2 separate regions of the Pan troglodytes genome follow, and region 2 is linked to region 1. The links are chromatin contacts, called in public HiChIP or PLAC-seq maps. All regions are on one chromosome and are shown on one strand. The core of a region is the stretch at or near the end of the contact, and the rest is flanking DNA. Distances in the headings are between cores, read along the strand shown. Region 1 holds the start of PHLDB2 (pleckstrin homology like domain family B member 2). Region 2 holds the start of ABHD10 (abhydrolase domain containing 10, depalmitoylase).

Region 1 (4,577 bases), core at 543-3,042:
CAGGAAACATTTGGAGCAAGGTGACAGGGATATCCTCAAGTATTTTTAAATTGTTACATGACTTGAGTTTAGAATATTATGGCTTCAGATATAGAAGGCATCAAAGAACATTTGTACAAGGCATTAATGTTACAGGAGAGAAAACTGAAAGCCAGAGAGAACTGACTGGCTAAGGCAGAGGTAGGACTAGAATCCAGATTCTGATTCCCTTCCCAGTACTGTTTGCCACCATTTCCAGCTGCCTCCCGGAGTGCCTTATGTGCGGGGAAGAGCTAGGACCAATGAATGGCCATTTTAAGAAGGTCGAGCTTAGCTTGATAAAGAGTATTCCTTTATAGAATAGGAAACTAAGTGAGACAGTGATCTCACCATCATAAAGAGTATTTCTGAGGAAATGTGTATTCATTTTCTATAGTTCCTATAAAAAATTACCACAAACTTGGTAGATTACAACAGTACAAATGTATTACCTTGCAGGTCTAGAGTCAGAAGTTTAAAATGGTCAGTGGGGCCATGCTCCTTCTAGAGGCCCTAGAGTAGAATCCACTTCCTTGCCTTTTCAGCTTCTAGAAGCGGCCTGCATTCCTTGGTTTGTGGCCCCTTCCTCTACCTTCAAAGCCAGCAGCATATCAATCGCTTACCCTGCTTCTGTCATCACATCTCTTTCTCTTTTTTTTTTTTTTTTTTGAGACGGAGTCTCACTCTGTTGCCCAGGCTGGAGTGCAGTGGTGCGATCTCTGCTCACTGCAAGCTCTGCCTCTTGGGTTCACGCCATTCTCCTGCCTCAGCCTCCCGAGTAGCTGGGACTATACAGGTGCCCGCCACTACGCCCAGCTAATTTTTTGTATTTTTAGTAGAGACAGGGTTTCACTGTGTTAGCCAGGATGGTCTCGATCTCCTGACCTTGTGATCTGCCCCCCTTGGCCTCCCGAAGTGCTGGGATTATAGGCCATCACATCTCTTTCTCTTATTCTGACCTTTCATAAGGACCCCTGTGATTACACTGGGCCCACCTGGATAAGCCAGCATAATCTCCCATCTGAAGATCCTTAACTTGACCACATCTGCAAAGTCCCTTTTACCATGTAAGATAACATACTCATAGGTTCTGAAGATTAGGATGTGGACATTTTTGGGGGGCTATAATTCAACCTACCACAGAACGTGCGGAAAGGCTTATTGATGCTGGTGCAGGTATTAGAACAGATCTGGATTCAAATCTTGGCTTCAGTACCTACTAGTTGCATGACCATTACCCCTTTGAGCCTTTGTTCCCTTGTGCATAAAATAGAAATAAAATCTCAACATTACCATCAGGATTTGTGGTAATATTCATGAAATGCATAACATATAATACTCTCTCAATGAATGGTAGCCATATTTATTTAAAAAACTACCAGATGCTTCTCACCATACAAGAATTTAATAGAAGAAACTCCACTATTAAATAGGACATTTGATAAAGTGACTTCCAGATTTCCCTCCGAGATTGCTGAAATCTAAAGGAATAAAAATTTCGTTTCCTCTATAAACTATTCTCGGGGCCTCTTGTCCACTTCCCAGATGCAGTTACAAGGGAATCACTTTTCTGGATAGCCAATGGCTATCAGACTGTGCTTTCTGCCCCCCACAGTCCTGCCATCTGATTTTTCCATGCAGCTCTGGTTGGATTTAAGCAGGACTAGCAGTCTGTCCTGGTGTGTAATGATTGGCTAGACCAGGCGGCTGAGGCCAGGGCAGACTCCCTCCTTCACATCTGTCAATATACCTGGCTGCAAGCAAGTTGCTGCCTGTGACCACAGTCTGCAGAGGCCAGAGAGAGCAGGAAAGGAAGTGGAAAGGAACCTTACCTTCATGCTTGGGGAAAAGGAGAAACCTGTGTTAATGTGTCTTCCCAACATCCCACTCTCTTCAGCAATCACTAGAACAGCCATGGGCCATCCCTGCTGAGTCAGGAAAGAAGCTGAGGGAAGAGTCAGGATTGAAAAGCAGCAGACAAGGTAGGTGATCTCTCTGGTCACTGGCCCTTCTCTCGTAATCACAAAATGAGCACCATATACAGCCTTGTCACCAGAGTGTCTCTGAGGAGGGCCTGCTGAAGGAGATATGGTAGACCTGGGTGTGTGTCTGAATTCAGTCATTTTTCTATCAGCCTGTTCTGGAAAGCAGGCTGTATTTTCCTTCTGTCTTCTCTCTCTTCTGAAAATTGTTGTTGCTCCTGTATGTATTTCAGAAACTTGAAAGGTTTTTTAAAAATTTTTCATTATAACAAATTATATGTGCGATTTATTAAAATGATTTCATTGGTGGTAACTCCACAAGCATGGTTTTGTTCCAGAATTTTCGTTGCATAATTTTTTTCAATTTTCAAGACATACCAGAGAGGACAGTGTACATATATTGTGGTATATGGTATAGAATAATACATTCTGAGAAATATACTGTCCATTCACAGGGCTGTCAACCTCATATGATAGGCTCTCCCAGGAAGTCACGTATATTTTTCTGCTTTGGAACCTAGAGAGTTAAAAGTCCTGAAATTACTGGAGCAGAATCAAGCCTATTTACCTAAGCTTATCACATCGGCAGCCAGGTCAATCATTTACTGAGACTAGGCTGTTTCTTACCCTGAATCAGGAGGACCACCAAAGCCTTTGCTGGCCTGAGTCCCTCTGTAGCAAAGGCATGGGCAACACAGAAGAAATGCTCCTCTGAAGCTATAGTCCAGATTCTCTTCTCACCAGAAGTAAGTTTTTCTCCTTCCGAGAATAGTAAATATCCCAAGACCCCCCTTCCCCAGCTCAATGATAAACAAACATGAACAAAACTAATATGCAAACCTGATCCCAATGCCACTCTATGTACAAAGCTTGTGGCTTTGGAGGGAGCTTCCCTCATCACTAGAGGTCTATGGGGAAGAAGGAGATGATAACTATGAAACAAGTTATTGAGTGATTCTTGAGGAAGAATAAAGTTATAAAGTAATCACCAAGGAAAACACGGAAATTTTCCCCTTCAAGTCTATACATTCTAGAAATATGTAATTTTTATCTAATATGATTCACTCTTCCTTAAGTCTGAATATAACTCCTCTAATTGCAGAAATGTTGTCATATGGTCACCACATACAACTTTCAGGCCTGTGCAGTGGTTCCTGGCTCCTATAGTCATTAGTTAGAAGCCTAGTAATGCTGAAGCCCTATTTTTCTGAACTCCCTTTAGGGAAGGAGTTGGGTCATGTAGGACAAGGTAATGTTTGACATTATTTTTGTCAATCAGTTGTGGAACTGAAGTGACTCCCCTCAGGTAAGGTTTGTGGCTGAATATTTAGTGTCTGAGGCAGTTAACTAGATGCAAGAGTGGAGGCCATTGTAGACATAAACACTTGTGTGACTTTGGGTAAGTCGGTGGCTACCTCTCAAGAATGTTGTGGAGAATTATGGAAAACTGATACGTTTCTGTGAAGATATTAAGCACTGCAAAATGTTAAGTGTGAATCTGGCTGGTATCCAGAGGATGTTCATAGATAATGCAAGTGATGGAGGTGGTTTTGACGAGGGAAAAGGATCTTGGGGTGATCAAATGCATTGGCTAGGTCAGGCATGGCGACCCATGCCTGTAATCCTAGCACTTTGGAAGGTGAGGCAGAGGATTGCTTGAAGCCAGGAGTTCAAGACCAGCCTGAGCAACAAAGTGAGCCTCTGTCTCTCCAAAAAAATTTTTTTTAAAAGTTTATGCATTGGCCATATTTCCCCACATTACTGAAGGCTGCATTAGGGACAGACACACAGGTCTGACCTGTCCTTTTTTTGTAGCTTCTGGCTCAGGGCCTAAAACAAACTGGAAGCCCCTAAGGGTATATCCAGCTTTTTCTTTCCATTTCTTGAATATTGGATAGTAAGTAGAGGGAGACTATTCTTCAGATTGACTAGATTAGAATAGGCATTGTCATTGTTTTTCAACGTTAGGTAGTTAGAATATAGAAGTTAATTAATTTGCCCAAAATCATGCAATTAGTCTGAGCCAGGATTCTACTCAGTTCTGCCTTGTTCCCAACCCAGCGCATTTCCCATAAGGTCGTGGAGTTGACCATGTGGATAAGCATAAATTGTAGGGTCACTGAGGTAAGCAAGGCTGACTAATACAGTCAGAAGTTCTGAAGTTCTCCACTGGCTCTTGGATGTGCCATGCCTGAGCCGCTGTAACCAAAAGGCCAGTAGTGGACTTCCAAAAAGGATAAAACAGGCAAGAGCAAAAGCAAGTGTTTTTAGTCATGGCAGTCACTGGAGTCTTCTCTGTCCTGTATATTTTCTAAATAACCCAGCTAATCCTCAGGCTAGGTCTTTGTCCCTTTTTATACGATAGACTCAAATTCATGAGCCCCAACTAAAGTACAACATCTGAACTCTTTCCAGAGAAGAAATGACCCTATCCCAATCTTTCTCAAGGAACTCAAGAATTTACTATCTCGTCTCAGCAAATACCCACTCATTTAAATCTAAGAGACTTGGGCACAGAGAGGCTTAAAGCCCGAGAAACCATCAACAGTCCCTGCTGTCAAGGCTCTCACCATCTGC
Region 2 (4,903 bases), core at 132-2,631, 240 kb after region 1:
TCACTATGTCCAAACTTTGCCTTTAATTCTGGTACCAATTACTGCCGCCCAAATTTATAACCAGGATAATAAAAGTTACTTTACTATCTTATATACACTCAAAGTATTACACAAGCCACCATAACTTTTAAATAGGAAACTACTACGTAAAACTCCATGGTTGATGCTTGAGGCCCCCAGGAATTAGTTTGAAAGGTATTTAGAGCTGGAGTCCGGAAACCCTTGTACTACAATTTATTCAACTATTTTTCTATTGTTAGCCATTCCCATTTTTTTCCTTCTCTTTGCCTCTAAAAACGGTGTAGTAGATAATATGCAGTCTTAAGAACTAGTGTTGTTTTCTATAGCATAATCACAAATTGGTGCCACTGCGTTAAAAGGCACTGGAATGGATGCATATTTTAAAACTGTAATAGATGTGGCCATATTACTTGACAACAAATTTTAGTAATTCACCTTCCTAGCAATCATACATAAGTGCTAGTGTCTAGCATCCTTGCCAATTATTTTTCCTTTTTGCCAACTGAATGGGAGGAAAAAGGCATTATTTTTTTAATTCCAGTTTTTCATTTAGTGAGTTTGAGCATCATGTTTCCTTATATGGGCTGCCTATTTATAGCTGTTGGCCAATTTTATTTGAATTATATTTTTTATTTATAGGAGCAGGCTGAATAGAAGTATTAATGTATCTATGCTACAAAATCCATTTTTCTAGGCTCTTAACTTGAGATGTCTTTTGCCATTCAAAAAGTTTAAATTCGTATACAAATATATTTTTTATTTATGATGTTGGGGTTTTGAAATCTTGGTTAAGAAAGTCCCTTCTGTCCCCGGATTATATAATATTCTCCTAAAATTTATTTAATCCTCTCAGTTGTATTCTTCCGTTGAAATCTTTTTTTTACTGAAATTTATTTTCGCATACAGCACGAGGAAGGGGCCAAGATAATTCAGTATTTCGTTAATCAGGCATATAGATCTAGAGCGGGGAATGTCCGATACCATTCCAGGTTATACAGGCGAGATTAATGTCAGATCTTGGGAGCATTTCCAGTACAGGTTAAAACTGTCACGCGGTCGGCGGGATTGCAGGTGATGCAGCAAGCCTGGTGTCCTCGACAGGAGACGGTTTCCCATCTAGGACCGTTGGATAGGGTTCCTTTCTGAGCTTCCAGCTCTGTAGTATCTATCAGCCCGCTGATAGGGCAGCCTCCCGACGCCACTCAAAACATCCTAAAGGCCCCAAGCCAAACCCCGCTACCAGTAGAACCAACAGTCTAAAAGAAAGGAAAGAGCCACGACGCTCTGCGCATGTGCGCTCTTCGCAAGCTGAAAATCGTGCGGGGAGCTCTTCGGCAAGTTCCGCCTTCCAGCCTGAAGCGCATGCGCAGCCTCGGTTCCGTTGCGTAGTGTGCTCCTCTGTGGGACACTGCAGGGTGCAGGGACAACTACGAAGATGGCGGTTGCGCGCTTGGCAGCTGTGGCGGCCTGGGTACCTTGTCGGAGCTGGGGCTGGGCAGCCGTCCCCTTCGGTCCCCACCGTGGCCTCAGCGTGCTGCTTGCACGGATACCTCAGCGGGCGCCACGGTGGCTCCCAGGTCAGTGTCCGAAAGGCGGGAGTAGGATGCGTTCTTTCGAACGCCTCGGGTTCCGTCAGTTACCGTGCCTGCGCCGTGCGTCTTTGGCGCCCGGTTCAAAAATGCTCCTCCCCCTTTCTCAACACCCCAGTTCTAGGCGCTTTGTAGACTTCTGGTGAAGGCTGTGAGGAGAGCTCTGCCGCGGCCCTGCGGCATTCTGGGCACCCCGGGCCCTCGCTGGCGTTTTACACTGTGCAGTTTAAAGAGCTCCTGCTCCTTACCTGCCTCCCCTGCATTAAAGGCCAACGCTAGAAAAAATTAAAATGTGCGTTTAATGCATTATTATTAGTTACTTCTAGGAATTTGTAGATTGTGACTCCTAAAATGCTTAGACTGACTCTCCTTTGAGTTTAGGGAACCTAACAATGCGAGGCATGTTCTTTGTAAAAGTGTAGACGCCCTCATAAGCCTAATTTCTAGTTCTGCTTTCTTGCTGCACCCACTCAGTGAAAGAACCATAATCATTATTGCACAAATGAAACTAGAATTTGGGCTAAAAATCAGAGAACCTCGTATATGTATATATAGTCTTTGAATTAGATCCTTTTATTTTTTTGGCTTTGTGTGTGGTTCACACCATTGCCACGTAGCTGTCAGATGATGCATGGTGCTTGGAGTGGTAATTAATGTCACGGCAGAGATCTTTTGTATGGAGATTTTTGTATCCAGTTTTTAAACTTTTATAATCAGATTAACTTGCATTTAATTGTGCGCAACCAAAAGGCATGTTACACATGCAAATACTCCTAGTAAAATGTAGTATGTCAGTTCATTAACCAGAGTATAATATTATTTCATCTAGTTAGCACTTATTCATTGAGCACTTATGCACCAGGCTCTGAACTAATCCTTATGTTCAAAGACGATTTATGAATATAATTATATGAATCTGTCTACTTAGAACTTACATTAAATGAATTATAATCATCTCGGGGAAATTATGTTTTGAGAGGTGATTTCTGGAAGAGGATAGTAAGAATTTTTTTTAGTGCTCAGCTGAGTAGATGGGAAATGAACATGAGTGGATCAACATAACTGGTCCTTACCAAAAGTTTTAAATTTGGCATATTTCTCTATACTTTGAAACAAGCTTTTATGTAAAAAGGATAGCTTTAAGGCCTTCAATTACATCTTTAAAAAATCAACTTCTTAATTACAAAATGGGGAAAACTTTAGCAGCACACATGGATTCTCTTCTGAAGACTGAGAAGTTTTCAAAGTGGAGGACGGCTTCATTTAATATAAAAAAAGAAAATGTATTAGTCCAAAGACTCTAAGGAAGTACACAAAACTAGTGTCTTTGGAAAGAAGAGGTGGGATTATAAATGACTCTTTTAAAAAAATATCTACTTGTTTCTTAAGAGCAAGTATGGATTTTATAATGGGGGAAAATTTGAAAAAGATGAAATAGAATAATCTTATGAAGTTCACCAATTGTACTGTTGTACTTAAATTACACTAAAGTCTCTGTGTACCATTTACAGAAAGCCAAACCAACAAAACGCAAAGTGATTGCATAGGTCTATAAGAAATCTCTTTCCAAAAACGATACTATCATATGTTATTTTTAAAGAAACTGCTCATTGAACCCACCTCAGCTGACAATAAAATTATGAGTTGTTACCATGGCTCATGATTTCTTGGTTGAGGTAGGCAGATGGGTGGGCAGGTGGATGGGAGTCAGTAATAAAAAGGGCACAGCACGTCCTCCTTTGAAACAATTTTGCAAGGGCAGACCAAACCTGTTTCTTCCCTGACCCCCAAGAAAGTAGGGGATGAAAGGCCAGGCATGGTGGCTCACACCTGTAATTTCAGCAATGGGAGGCCAAGGTGGGAGGGTCACTTGAGCCTGGGAGTTTGAGACCAGTCTGGGCAACATAGTGAGACCCTGTCTCCACAAAAAATACAAAAATTAACCAGGTGTGGTGGTACATGCGTGTAGTGCAGCTACTGGGGAGGCTGAGGTGGGACGATGGCTTGAGCCTGGGGAGTCGAGGAAGTCCAGGCTGCCGTAAGCTAGGATTGCACCACTGCACTCTAGCCTGAGTGACAAGGTGAGACCCTGTCTCAAAAAAAAAAAAAAAAAAAAAAAAAGAAAGAAAATAAGGGATGTGAAACTTGTCAAACAAAAAATAAATTTAAAAACAAAGCCAAAAACCTCACAAGAGAGGGCTGAAACTATTGCGGGTAAATCTGAATGTTGATTGATACTGTTTAGGATACATGATAAAGCAGCAACAGGAAAATGTTTTTCGATTAGTCTCTGTCTTTTGTTGTCTTGAAATTCCTACCGCATTGTGTATTTTGGAAGAATCAAGATTGGACTTTGCTCAAAGAAGTTACTGATGTTGGCATGATTTTAAAACTGGAGATCTCATGCACAGACTTACTTAGTACTTTGAGTCTGTTCTTGTTTTTTCTATTAAATGGAAATAGTATTTAACATCAATTCATTGAGATAAGAAAGTTAAGATCGAAAATATATATGGTTTTCCAAAGACTGAATTTACAAACCATAGTTTACTTTTTGTGTACTTTGTTTAGCTTGTAGACAAAAGACGTCACTCTCATTCCTTAATCGACCAGACCTTCCAAACCTGGCTTATAAGAAGCTAAAAGGCAAAAGTCCAGGAATTATCTTCATCCCTGGCTATCTTTCTTATATGAATGGTACAAAAGCGTTGGCGATTGAGGAGTTTTGCAAATCTCTAGGTCACGCCTGCATAAGGTAGGAACAACACATTACTGAGAAAATATTGCTACTGTTAGCATTACAGTGGAGAATTACTTCTGTTCTAATCAGTTGAAGTAAATGCCAGCATTTTTATACATTATTTTAATGGTCTGTAAACTTGCATCTTGTGATTTAGGGTAATTTTAAAAGCAACCTTTAAAAGACCTTTTTTAAAGGCCTTTGTGCCACGCTGACAACCCTGGCAGAAAAGGACATCTTAAGGGAAATATTGGTAACTAAGCTCTTTAGAGGCAATAATGTATGTGACAACAAACAGATATACTAGTTGGCTTTCATACAGTCTCTTATATTATCATTTTCCACTGGGGACTTAAGGACTTTATTTGATCACTGTTTATCTAAAAGTAATACATGTATTTAAAAGTATCATATAATGCAAATTTCTTCTGAGTTTTCTCTTCCCTCTCCTGTAATCTGAATATGTATAAGCATAAATAGGGATAAGTGGTACTTAACTCAAGCTTGATTTTATAATTCCTAATTTTTCATACTGAGAGTTATTTTAGTAAAT

The links. HiChIP or PLAC-seq counts read pairs in DNA pulled down with a chosen protein or histone mark.
Region 2: an H3K4me3 HiChIP or PLAC-seq map of stem cell-derived excitatory neurons shows a contact between it and region 1, with 3 times the contacts expected there. The contact joins the promoter of ABHD10 here to the promoter of PHLDB2 in region 1. A contact is called at or near these places in 5 of 7 Hi-C or Micro-C datasets (blood, induced pluripotent stem cells, a lymphoblastoid cell line and 2 more), 1 of 1 datasets of contacts at active chromatin or transcription factors (stem cell-derived excitatory neurons) and 1 of 1 other capture datasets (stem cell-derived neural stem cells).

What each region holds. Positions count from the first base shown.
Region 1 is chr2:115,067,282-115,071,858 of NHGRI_mPanTro3-v2.0_pri, forward strand. It overlaps PHLDB2 (pleckstrin homology like domain family B member 2), which reads left to right and starts at 1,793. Exons shown (of 18, transcript XM_063806969.1): 1 at 1,793-2,000.
Region 2 is chr2:115,311,925-115,316,827 of NHGRI_mPanTro3-v2.0_pri, forward strand. ABHD10 (abhydrolase domain containing 10, depalmitoylase) reads left to right here and starts at 1,382. Exons shown (of 5, transcript XM_001154093.6): 1 at 1,382-1,598; 2 at 4,182-4,365. The coding sequence starts at 1,457.